Linked DNA regions of Arachis hypogaea: region 1 is linked to region 2. Evidence: chromatin contacts called from public Hi-C data. All regions are on one chromosome and are shown on one strand. The core of a region is the stretch at or near the end of the contact, and the rest is flanking DNA. Distances in the headings are between cores, read along the strand shown.

Region 1 (6,091 bases), core at 3,069-5,568, 98 kb before region 2:
AGCAATAAAAGCATACCTCAAACACATCTATATAACAAATATGTAGTTTTCTGAAACATTTCATAACCATGCATTATTCCATGTGTAACTATGTATGTATCAATGGATGCACACATGCATGCATCACTTTTGCTACTTTATTACAACTTAGGTCTCATGATAAAATAAAAAAAAAAAAAGATAAAAATTGAACTTAGTTGTTGCTGCTTTCTCTCACTTGCCTTGATGACCTGCTCAACAGAATCATTATTTTTACACAACTGATTATCAGAATTCAAAAACAAACAAAGATCAAGAAATACAAAATATGAGAAACAAATAGAGAGAGCGAAACTTACACTTTGTCTTCCTGGTTATTCAACTTAGATACATTATTGAGACATCCACCTTAGAGTTCTATAATTTTTCCCTCCATGCTGCTGATATATAAAATCAAGCTGAGGGAAGACCCTGTAAAGAATGTTATCCACATGATTCCAGTACCAAAACCTCCATCTCTTGCAGAACAACATTGGCATAATAATAATGCCAAGTCCAAAGACAGAACCCAACTCCACACTCAAGATACTCCAATCAACAAAACTGCCAGAATCTGAGTTTACTTTCGATGGTGGTGGTGGCAGAATTGGGCCAGAGCAATTATTTGTTAATGGTGGTCCACATAAGCCTGCGTTTCCTAGAAAGGAACCTTCTGAGAAGGACTGAAGCTGTGTACCTGTTGGGATTCTTCCAAATAACTGATTGTATGAAAGATTTAGGTATGAAAGGAAATTTAAACTTGCAAGTTGAGTGGGAATTCGTCCACCAAATTCGTTACCGGATAGGTCCAACGACTCGAGTTGCTTTAAATTCCCTATTGAGGATGGGATTTGGCCATTGAAAGAATTATGTGAGAAGTTAAGAACATGAAGTCTTGTGAAATTCATAAGCTCTTCTGGTATTGGCCCTTGAAAGTTGTTGAATGAGAAGTCTATAGAAGTGAAATCACTTAATATTTTAACCATCTCCAATTGTAAGCCTTTGTTGGTAATTATCATGGAATCCTGGTAGTTTCTCATAAAGAAGCCTACGACTTCATATCGGTTTTGCTTTTCACCAACACCAAGCATCATTGTGACCCAACTTTTGAAGTCTTCTCCAGGAAGTAAACCACTAAAATTATTGAAAGACAGATCAATAATTTGGAGGGATTGCCAAGAACCATTTATCTTGGGACATTCAACGTGACCCTGCAGTCTGTTTTCGCGCAAAACTACGACACGAATTGTGGATAACCTCCTCAAGAAGCATGGGTACACATCATAAATCTGATTATTTCCAAGATGCAAGACTTCAAGAGTTGTGCAATTCACAAGAGAGTGGGGAATTCGGCCTCTAAGTAGATTTCCATTTAGATGTAGAATCTTTAGTGCAGAATGTTGAGGAAATGCATCAGGAATGTGGCCATCAAGCTTGTTATGCTCCAGATTTAGTACCTTAAGATACTCCATCCGCATTAAACAATCTGGAATCTTCCCTTTCAACTGATTATAGGAAAAATCAAGAGCTTGAAGATATGACATCTTGCACAAGGATTGAGGAAGGTTCCCAGATAAACTATTGTTGGAGAAAGACAAGAAAAATGTGGAAGACATATAAGTGCTAATATCTGATGGAATGATAGAGCTGAAGTTGTTCATCGAGCAGTCCAAAAAATAAAGTTGTTTTGAGAGAAATGTTGGAAAGTTCCCTTGGATTTGGTTAGAGTGAAGGTCAATGAAGTACAAAGAGGCACTAACATTCTGTATCGGCTCTTCAAACATGGTGAACAAATTGTTGGAGATGTTTAAGAAAGTAAGGGAGGAAAATTGCCAAATCCACCTTGGTATAGGTCCTTGAATAAGATTTCCTGAGAGGTCTAAATTGGATAATCTAGACTGATTTCGCAGAAAACTAGGGAACCTTGTCAAATTGCAGGAAGCCAAATTTACATCCCACTTTCTGAGGATGGAAGATATGCCCAAGTCAGTAGTAACATTTGCTTCTATGCCCAAGTCAGTAACATTTGCTTCTATCAACAAGCTATTGTGTGAAAAATCTAGTGTAGTTAGATTTTCAAGCCTCCGAAACATTTTTGTGTATATTGTAACATTTAATTTGTTTGAAGACAACAGGAGTTCTTCTAGTGACTTGAGTTGAAAAATGAACTCAGGAATGGGGCCTTGTAAGCTATTATTGCTCAAATCCAGAGTCTTTAACATGGTGGAAGATAAGTTTGGAAATTCATGTGGGAATGCTTGAAAATTGTTGTTGTAAAGTTTAAGATATTCTAGCAATGGAAGTTCAAAAAGAGAAGAAGGTAGGCTTCCGTTGAGGCGATTGGCCCCTAAATCAATGTAGTTCAACTCCATGAAGCCTTTGAAGTGATCAGATGTAATTGAACCTGTTAAATCATTGTGAGACAGGTCTAAATGAGTGAGATTCTTGAACATATTGAAGGATGGAATTGGCCCTTGTATATTGTTACTGCTTAAGCCTAGATGGCTCAAGAACATGGTAGAAGATAAATTTGAAAACTCAAGTGGGTGACTCTGAAAATTATTGTTGGAAAGTACAATGGTTTGTAGCAATGGGAGTTCAAAAAGATAAGAAGGCAGGCTTCCATTGAAGAAATTGTTAGACACATCTATATGGGTCAGTTTCTTGGACATGTTAAAAGATGGAATTGAATTGGTGAACTTGTTATGTCCCAAATCCAAAATAGTGAGTTCCATGAGGTTTGACATTGAACTGGGGAGTGTTCCACTAAATTGGCTTCCAAAAAGATCTAAGATGGACAACTTCCTCAACTTACTTATAGAACCTGGTACTGCTCCTGACAACTTTGTCATACTCAACTTCAGAGTCTGGAGATGATCATTTGATGCGAATTCCAGCAAAGAACCATACAGATTTGTATTGTCAGATATATCTATAAAAGATAATGCTGATATCTGAAAGATCTTCTCTGGAAACTTCCCTCTCAATTCACAATCACTAAGGCTTAGAGTGGATAGACTTTTGAAATTGGCAAAGGTTTCCGGCACCACAGATGAGAAGTCGTTCCCATCAAGGCGAATCGTGGAGAGATTCTTAAGTTTGTGAAGCGCCGAATCAAGGGGGCCTAAGAGATTGCAATATGACATGCTTATTTCTTGTAGGCCAGGTAGTTGCAACAAAGCATTGCACCATTCCTGTCCCGAAGCACTTATATCAACATAATCAAGATGCAAGTACCTGATCCTAGTGAGGTTTTGGACTAGCTTCTGCAGATTTGGAATATTTAGTTCAATGGATGAGGAGATATCAAGAGTAACTAGCCTTGTCAACTGAGAAATCTCCATTGGAATCTCCCCCACAAAGAAAGCATATGACAGATTCAGATAAGTTAAGTTCTTCAACTTGCTGAATCCAGATGGTATCTTAGAATGGAAGTTGTTGGTAGCCAAATTCAAAACTTGGAGATTCTGAAGACTAAAAAGGCTACTGGAATTGTCAAAACCCCCACAGATTGATTCCTCGCTAAGGTCGAGACCAGAAACATGCCCCTTGTTATCACAGGTTACACCTTTCCATCGACAGCAATCAATGGTTTCATTCCAGGACACCAGTTTGCTTGAATGTTCATGCTCGAATACGAAGCTGCTCTTTAGTTGAAGCAGCAATGATTGTTGATCCTCAAGACATTGGCCATGGACCAATGTGACAGTAACAGCAAGGTGAGTCCAGCAGCAGTAGCAGAATATGAAGAAAAGCCATGAAACTAACGGAATGTTCATTGCACACTATTTGAAGAGACACCACACAACACAACTCAAGGCTCAGAAAGTTTTGAGACAGAGAAATGAATGACCAAAAGCATAGAAATGTTTTGAGCACGGCATGATCAAAGAGACAGACTTAGACTCGGTAAGTGGAGATATTTGTCAAAGTAAACCATGCTCGTACAGAGAAAACAATGTCATAAACTCATAATTTCATGCCGTGTTATACATTTTCCATGTTAGTCCCTTTCTGTCGGAAGATTTTTCCATGTTCTAGCTTGTGAAATGGGGCGTGAATATTAGGAATTTTAGATGAATTTCCACCGCTACTGTTATGGTGGATTCTCATATCATTTTAGATGATGGAGTTAAACATTCATTATTTCAATATTTTGGACAATGGGGTTGAAATCATTTGCATGGTATTAGAGTAATTACTGTCTTATTGAATTGATTGGTGGCTACTGGCTAGTGACTACAAAAATACTTTCTAGTATAAACTAATAGGTAGAAATTTGTCTTAACAGGTCATTTATAGAGAGTAACCGAATAAGTTATAGAAAAGTTATCAGGTGTGCCATTGTCCTTTTTGGAATAGCGCTATTCCTAGCACTAACGGGTAGAAGTGTTTTTTTTGTCGTTATACAAACACTCAAATTACAATAACATCATCGTTTTTTATTTAGGAAATTACATGCAGGGTCAGCTGGATTGGAATAAGGAGAGAGCAATAGCCAAGTTGGTAACAGACTCAACTGGATTGAAGTGAGGAGAGAGCAATAACCAAGTTGGTGTTGGGATCGAATGCGCTAGTTAGCAAAATTGGGGCTTCCAGTGGTGTCAGAAATGGAAGACGGTGAAGGTTTGAGGGTCGGTAGAAATGGCAACGGAGGGTGCAACGGGCAGCATTAGGGGATGTTGGATACGGTGGACCATCATTTTAAGAAGGAAATTTCACTTGAATGCATCGAGACCAAAGTGGACAAAGTTAGACGGACAAATACTACAACTAAAGTTAGTAATAAAGACACATTAGATGTAGATGATGTTTATGATGAAGTATATACATGTTTAATAGTTTGCTTGCAATTGAGAATGGTGTATTGTGAGGCATTGATGGTGGTTTATTGAGTATTGGATTGTAGGAGAGGTGGGTAATGCTGCTAATGCAGTGGAAAGTATGAATGAGCGAACTGCAGTAATGTTGGGAGTGTGCTCGCAACGTGGTCATTAGGAATTGAAATTTGGGAAGGGTTTGAGTGGGAGATTACAAGTGAGACAGGAAAATGGTTAATTATTGCATGTTAAGAGTATGTTGAGTTAATGTGAACGATCATGAAATTGAAATTACTGGTTTAATGATAGTGTTTGAGGTGTATGGTTGTGAATTGTTCTTGTTTCAGTCAGGTTGCATGAAATAATTGCTTGTTGAAATTGGAATTTATGAGATATCTCTAAAAATAATAATTTCAAGACCTGCTTGGTTTGAGCCATTGAGATTAGGTGGTGTGCAGGTCAGACAAAGTGATTCGCAATGGAAGAGGTTCTTGGGTGCTGGATGGAAGGCGCATTTGCGGATGAGGCGGTATTGGATGGAGTGAGTGAAAGGGTGGGGGACGTTGCCTTCGAAGAGGTATGTGGTAGGGAGGTTTGGTTAAAAGATGCATTTTACAATGCGGCAATCCAATGTGAATATGCAAATAGCTTCATTATTTAAGTTTGGCAATGTGAACTCAATACATGAATTAATTATGTTTTCAGGAAATAGCACAACATATGGGAATGAAAGATGATGACGTTGAGGTAGCTGGAGGACAGCAAAGTGTTGAGAATGTAATGGACGCTGCTGAAGTTACGACAATAACGGCTGATGATTTTTTGCGAATGGAGTTCAACAATCCTAAGGAAGCTGCTCGTATATATGAAGAGTACAGTCGGGTGAAGGGTTTTGCTGTTCGACAAGGTAGGAAGATAAAAAACAAGAGAGAAATTTGTGCGGATTACGTATTTGTGCAATAGAAAAGGTTTTCGGGACAAGAAATGGTTAGAAAAGCAGGATCACAAAAGAGAGCACAAGGTTGTCACCCGTTGTGGGTGTCCTGCCGAGATGCGGATAAAGTCAAGGATTGTCACAGGAAAGTGGTTTGTGGCACGTTTTGTGGATGACCATAACCATCATCTTTTGCCTGAAAAGTTTTGGAGTACTTGCCTGCGCACAGGAGGAGATGTCATAAGCATAAAATTCTTTAAGCATGTGAATTCGTTTACAGCAGACAGTCGATGTTAAGCCATGATTTTAATCTGTTGCA
Region 2 (6,625 bases), core at 3,533-6,032:
ATGTTTTTGCTTATTTGAAGACAGAAAGAAAGAAGGAGATAAAAGGGAAAAGAGAAAAAAAAAAAAAAGAAGTTGTCCACGGTTCACTTCTTGTCGTTATCTCCGTACGATTTTGATTCCTAAGGTAAGGACAATTTTAAAATCAAGTTAAACTTTGGGAACAATTTTGTATGCAAAAATAGGTTAGGGACAAAAAAAATTTTAACCTATATTTTAGAGACTAAAATTATATTTAACCCATAATTTAATGATAATAATGAGTGATAAACCAGTCATGGGCAGGGTAAGATATATAGTTTAAGGTTCACTTTAATTCTATTTTTTTAGAATATAATTAGAATCAATTAGGATCAATTAGTATTATTTAGTATATTTGAATATTTATTATAGGAGATTACGTCTTTATTATTACGATTCTCTTAGTAACTATAAATACTTTTTTATATTATATCATTCTACACAATTTGAATAGACAACTTAATTACACTTAATAATACACAAATACTTTCTCTAGTTTAGTTTCTTGTTTCTAACACTATTTATAGGTATGCATCCAAATTATTTGATAAATAATTTTAGGATTTATCTATTTTGTCTCTTAAGAATATATGTTAAATTTATAAATTAAAATTTTTTTTATTATAAATGTAAAAAATTTAAATTTTTAATGTATTTATTTTGTATTCATTAAATAAAAATATTCAAAATTTTCTACTAATAATAAACTTATAATGTGAGTTTAAAAAACATGTTAGCTAAACTCATAATTTTATAATAGTTTAATGACAAATCATCAAAATTAATTATAAAATATTATGACACTGACAAATCTAATTATAACATAATTAAAATTAACATGTAATCATAAAAGATGAAATTTAGTAGACAAAACTATCTAATTCCTAAAAAATTATAAAAAAATTTCTAAATTACTCATCTAAACTCCCAAACTCCCTCCAATATTCTCCTCTCCTGTAATTTCCTCCCTCGTCACACGTAATTCTTAGCAAGCTAAGTTCAGCGTCATAAATCTCGGCGCGTTATAATATATTTCACTGACATAAGAATCGGTGAAACTCGATTCTTCCACATCTTAGTCACGATCACTGCCACTGTATCCACCACCAAAAAAACAAAAATATAGAGTAAACTTACAAATTTAATGTTGCGAAAAATAGATAAGCCATTTGCGTAGGACACGAGAAAAAAAAGATTCTAAAATTCGAACAAAGTTGAGAGCAAACCACTGGCACTAAATTTGGTTATAATTGAAGGATGGGGAGAAGAGGTGCATTGGTGGTGGTGGTGTTGGGAGAAAAAACAAGACGAGCCTGAAGTGTACGAGTCTAAGTGGAGAGCAGCACAAGCAATGGTACTTAAGCAGACATTAGCGTTAAAAACGGGGTAGAACTTAGAAGTGGGACATAGAATTTGACATGGCGGTCTACAATAATAATCTTAGTGTCCCTACCGATGTAGGTGAGCTAGTTGTCATCAGGACGGGGCTAGATCTTTCTATCCTGGCTACACAAGAATTTTAGCTTGAATGTGGTGGCTACAATGGCAAAGGAGAGCAAAACAGTTTACCGATGAAAGAATTATTATTGTTGTTGTCGTCATTGTTATCAGCTTTCTGAGAGTGCGGCGATGAGTTACTAGAATTGGTGATGCTGAAATTATTGGCGTCATCTATTGGTGGTGGTGGTGGTATCCATGGCGGAACTAGGATTGGATTTTGGAAAATTAAAGGGTTTGAAGGAGGCCATTGAAATTGGAAATTGAGAAATTGGAGAGTGTAGAGTTAAGCTTAATTCGTGTTTGAGAAGTAATAAATGAGAGTGAAAAGAAAAAACCACGGTGGAGTAGATGAGGGAAGAGAGAGTTCGGAAAAAGAATTGGGAGTGATTAAATTAGTTTAGAAGGACAAATTGAAAATCTTTGATAAATTTTTAGCATTTGAATATTTGTCTATAGGAATCCATTTTTTATGGTCACAAGTTAGTTTTATTAATTTTTCTATGGTCAAAATTGTCGGTGTTATAATCTTTAATGGTCAGTTTTGGTACTTTAGCCATTGTTTAAAATATTAAATATAAGGGTTAAGTACGATTTTGGTCCCTAAGGTAGGGACTGAAAATTTTTTGGTCCCAACCTTTTTTTGCATACAAAATCGTCCCTAAGATTCAACTTGATTTTAAAATCGTCCTTCGGACAATTATACCCTTACCCTATCACAATTTCGTCATCTCCTCTTTTGCTCTACTTCTTCATCTTCTTTATCCCTGCTCAGTGACTTTCATAAACTTGTTTCCATGGTAATTCCTCGGATCCGAGTTGGGATCAAATTCAAACTCGTTTACAAAACATGAATTCAAATTATAAAAAACGGACCAAAATACTTAAAGAAATTCAAGCAACTTGTACTAAAATTTGTGCAACCTTGAACAATAATCAACAAATTCAACAGCATCAATATTCCAGGTTCAAGCCAAATCAGAAGTAGAGATTCACCCAATCAACAGAGCATGACATTCAGATATTCCACAACAAATTCAGAATCACTAATCAAAAAATTCAGATATTCCACAACAAATTTAGATTATGTAAGACAAACAAGAAATCCAATTCACACAGAAGAAGAAGGTTTACTAGTTCAACCACAGCAGTTACAAGCAACGTCAACAGAAATTACAGAACAAGCCACAATTCAGCACGGCGAGTGGGGAGGACCAGCAAAACAGCGGCGAGGACGCGGGGAGCAGTGACGAGCGGCGAATAGAGAGAAACAACAGCGAACGGTGAGAGACGAGGACCGACGACAATGGCGGCAGCGGCGGCAATAAAGGATGCGAATCCCTTCAGCTCGCGCATCCTTCTCTCTCTCTTCCCTTCGGCTCGCGCATCCCTCTATCTCTCTTCGCGGTCAGCAACGGTGACGACGAGTCCAGTACGACGACGCGGCTCAACGGTGGCGACGAACCCAGTACGACGACCACTTCCCCCCCCCCCCCCCTCCCCCTTGTAATTCCTTTCCCTTTCTTCTTCCTCCCCCCTTATGATCCCTTCTCCCATTTAACTCATTTTTTTCTTTTTTTATTTTTTAATTAAGAATATTTTTAGAATAAAAATTAAAAATTTGGTAAAAATGACGATTTTAAAATTAAGTTAAATTTTATAATCGATTTTATAAGTAAAAAAAAAAAAGTGGAAACGATAAAAATTTTCAGTCCCTATTTTAAAAATTAAAATCATATTTAACCCTAAATATAATTTGCAAAACAACTTTTCAAACTAAATAAAAGAGTTTTTTTGGTATGCTAGTGTCTTCCTCTTAAAAATGTTGGAAAAAACATTTATACGTGTAGCACTTTTCATATTAAAAACTTGAAATACAAGACGCTTTTAGGTAAGAAAATATCGAACGAGAAAATGTCTCTCATTCCACCACCTTAATCGGATTTCACTCCTTTGTTGGAATCAAATTGCTCTTATGGTTTATCTACATGATTGGTTTTTTTATTAGTATGGTTTTTTCAATATTAAGTGTACGTCAAACATCAATCACCAGTATATTTATATATAAATATATATATAGTTTAATTTATTTAAAAAAAATAAATTATTAAAATAATATCTAAAAATTTATATCGCTAGCAGTAATAACCACAAAAAATGTTAAAGACAAATAAACTTCTCAAAAATTAAAAAATGTGACAAAAAAATTAAATATTAAATATATATTTAAAAAAAAGACTTCAAATATTATATTTTAATGTAATTTTTTGTAAATATTATTAAAAAAATAAAATTTTTTCATCCTCAAAATTTGTAATTTTATGTCAAATGACTTATTTTTAAATTTTTTTATTATGAATGATCAATTTTTTTTAAAACAAAAAGAAAAATTTAGAGATTAAATTTCATTATTCTAAATTTTTTTTAGCACATTCAAATATTACCACAAAAATTTGAATTTAATGGATAGATTATTATTTGCTAAATATGAAAGGTTTACGTCACTTATAAAAAATATAATATTTATTAGTTATTTTTTGTCTTATTTTCAAAAAATATTTAGATATTATTTTGTCTTCCAAAAAAATTTTTTGTCGGCAATTAAATTTTTTAAATATCAAATTAGTACTTAACTTTATTTTTAATATATATTATATATTGCATACATATTGTATATTAGTAATTAAGTTGATTTTAGGATATATTTAATATGGTTGTTAGTTCTTCAATTAGCCTATTATATTCACAATTCATTTTTTCCATAGAAAACCATATATAACTTTTTTTAGTCAAATCGATGTTATTTTTCTTATTATTTCTTCCAAGCAGAATAGCAATGATCTTCCAATCTTACCTTTATTATTAATTATCTTGGATAACTCTCGTTGTTATTATTGTTTGATGTTGTTGTTCGTGATTATTAATGGAGTACAAAAAGTCAGGTACTCTAAGAAAAAAAATGAAATGTGCATAAGCTATAAAAAAAACATGAAAGTGAGAAAATAAATAGATTGTGCATAATATGAAAAAGAAAAATAGTTGCTCTATGGATTGTTCATAATAAGCCATGAGAACAACTGATCCTAGGAAATGAGCGTGTTCGATTTCATAAATCAGGGGAACAATTTGATTCTATGTTGGTACGTGGAGAGAGATGCTTTTCTGTTTGCCGTTTTTTCTACTTGAAAGCATTAGGGAAGAAGGGAATAAAGGGATATATGCGTAGACATTTTTTTCTTGTAAAGACACGTCTGCAATGGTGTTTTTCACGTGTAAGGCGCTAGGCAGTGAGGCGCCTTCCAGTATGAAGTGTCATTGTGATAAAACGGTAGCACTCAAATAAATGATTTAAAAAATGTGACATTTTACTAATAAGTTTTTGAAACAATGATATATTAAAAAAAATAAAACAAATAAAAGATACAGTAATTAGTCCAATGTAAAAAAAGAAATAAAATAAGATGGAAAGGAAGAGATTCAAGAAATTTCAAACTAAATTTAAAAATCTAAAATTTTAACCCTATGAAAAATAATACATTCTAAATTTTGATAAATGAATAATTTTATAATGCTATATTCATATTATCGTTAGAATTTTTCTGTAAAAAATCGGATGTTAATCTTCATGCCAAATTATTCTATATATTTAGAGTGAATATTTAACTTGGTCTCTGTCCATTTTAAATTAGGATAAGACGATTTTCGTCAAAAAATATACTCATGCCGGTCCCTGTCTATTCTAAAAGTGAGCTATTACGACCTCTCCATCGTATTCCCTGATTACACTTGACGAAAGAAATCTTATGTGACAGTTACTGGCACTGATGTGGTGAATGTAGTGGTGTTGGATGTGCACACAAACCAGCTTAGAAGTTTATCAAACCTCATTGGCTGCCTTTGTAAGCTTAATGTCGCTAGAACCTCATCGAATACCTTCCCAAAACCATTGACGATTGTAGATCATTGGAGGAACTGAATGCCAACTTCAACAAACTGATACAACTTCCAGAAAACATTGGCTTGGAACTGAGAAAGTTGAAGAAGCTACTAGTGAACTCCAACAAACTCCTCTTCCTTCCACGCTCCACTTCACACCTCATCTCTCTCAAGGTCCTCAACGCCCGCCTCAACTGCCTCCCCTCCCTCCCCAATGACCTTGAAAACCTCGTCAGCCTCGAAACCCTCAACATCAGCCAGAACTTCTTTCGTTCTCTTCCTTGTTCTATTGGCCTCCTCTTCTCTCTCATTGAATTTGACATCAGCTACAACAGAATCACCTCCTTATCTCCCTCTATTGCTGCCTCAACAAGCTCCAGAAGCTCTGTGTCAATGGTAATCCGCTCATGTTACCACCATCGGAAGTGGTGGAGCAGAGATTGTATACCGTGAAGGGGGATCTCTGCCAGAAGATGAGAGGCCAAAGGGTCAAAAGATAAACTCTTGTCTAAAGTTGAAAAATTAATATTGATTTTATTTTTGTTGAATAGTTTGTCCTTGCATTATTTGAGTATGTTTAAAATTCTATAGGCTATGGCAAAAAATATTATTTCTCTTCAAACGTGATCTTTTTAGGGTAAAGGGGATGGTAGTAGAGAATGCCTATAGTTAGATGAAAAAGAATTCAAAAACCTAAGGAGTTGGGTGGGCTTAGAATGGGTGATGTTGTCATGAAAAATTATGTTCTATTATTTAAATAGCAGTGAAGATTTCAAAAGAAGGAGTCCCCTTTTCAGAAGGTGATTTTTCATATAATCAAGTTGTGTCATTTGGTGTGCAACCCAACATTCACATATGAAAGGTGGAGCAATATAGGGAAATATCATGAAGGTTGGTTAGCGTGATTTGAAGTTAGTGGATACCTTTCAACAGGGATTGTAACTAGAAGAGGGATGATGGGACGAGAACAAAGTTTTGGTATAGTGTTTGGTTAAAGGAGAGAGCTCTTAAGAAAAGATATCTTGGATTGTTTATGTTATCTACCAACAAGAAAGACACTATAAATGATTGTAGCTTTTGGAATGATTTATCATAGATGTGAAATTTGGAATGGAAAAGAACTTTGAAAACTTGGTAAAAGGAGAACCTTTAAGACCTTTTTTTGTTGGCTAGG

The links. Hi-C and Micro-C count contacts between places; a contact is called where the count stands out from the background.
Region 1: a Hi-C map of an unstated tissue shows a contact between it and region 2, with 2.6 times the contacts expected there. The contact joins the promoter of LOC112797066 here to the enhancer-like site in region 2. A contact is called at or near these places in 2 of 8 Hi-C or Micro-C datasets (leaf and an unstated tissue).

Annotation. Positions count from the first base shown.
Region 1 is chr4:101,414,273-101,420,363 of arahy.Tifrunner.gnm2.J5K5, reverse strand. It overlaps LOC112797066, which reads left to right and starts at 4,318. Exons shown (of 3, transcript XM_072234686.1): 1 at 4,318-4,796; 2 at 5,286-5,415; 3 at 5,544-6,091. The coding sequence starts at 5,317. The coding sequence ends at 5,801. LOC112797065 reads right to left here and starts at 3,984. Exons shown (of 3, transcript XM_072234687.1): 1 at 2,664-3,984; 2 at 339-2,462; 3 at 1-230. The coding sequence starts at 3,797. The coding sequence ends at 372.
Region 2 is chr4:101,315,963-101,322,587 of arahy.Tifrunner.gnm2.J5K5, reverse strand. It overlaps the pseudogene LOC112795086. Among protein-coding and RNA genes, the nearest start is that of LOC112797062, 16 kb to the right of the region's middle. Within about 2 kb of position 4,782, at least 1 of the 3 cell types and tissues checked has open chromatin away from gene starts, as enhancers often do.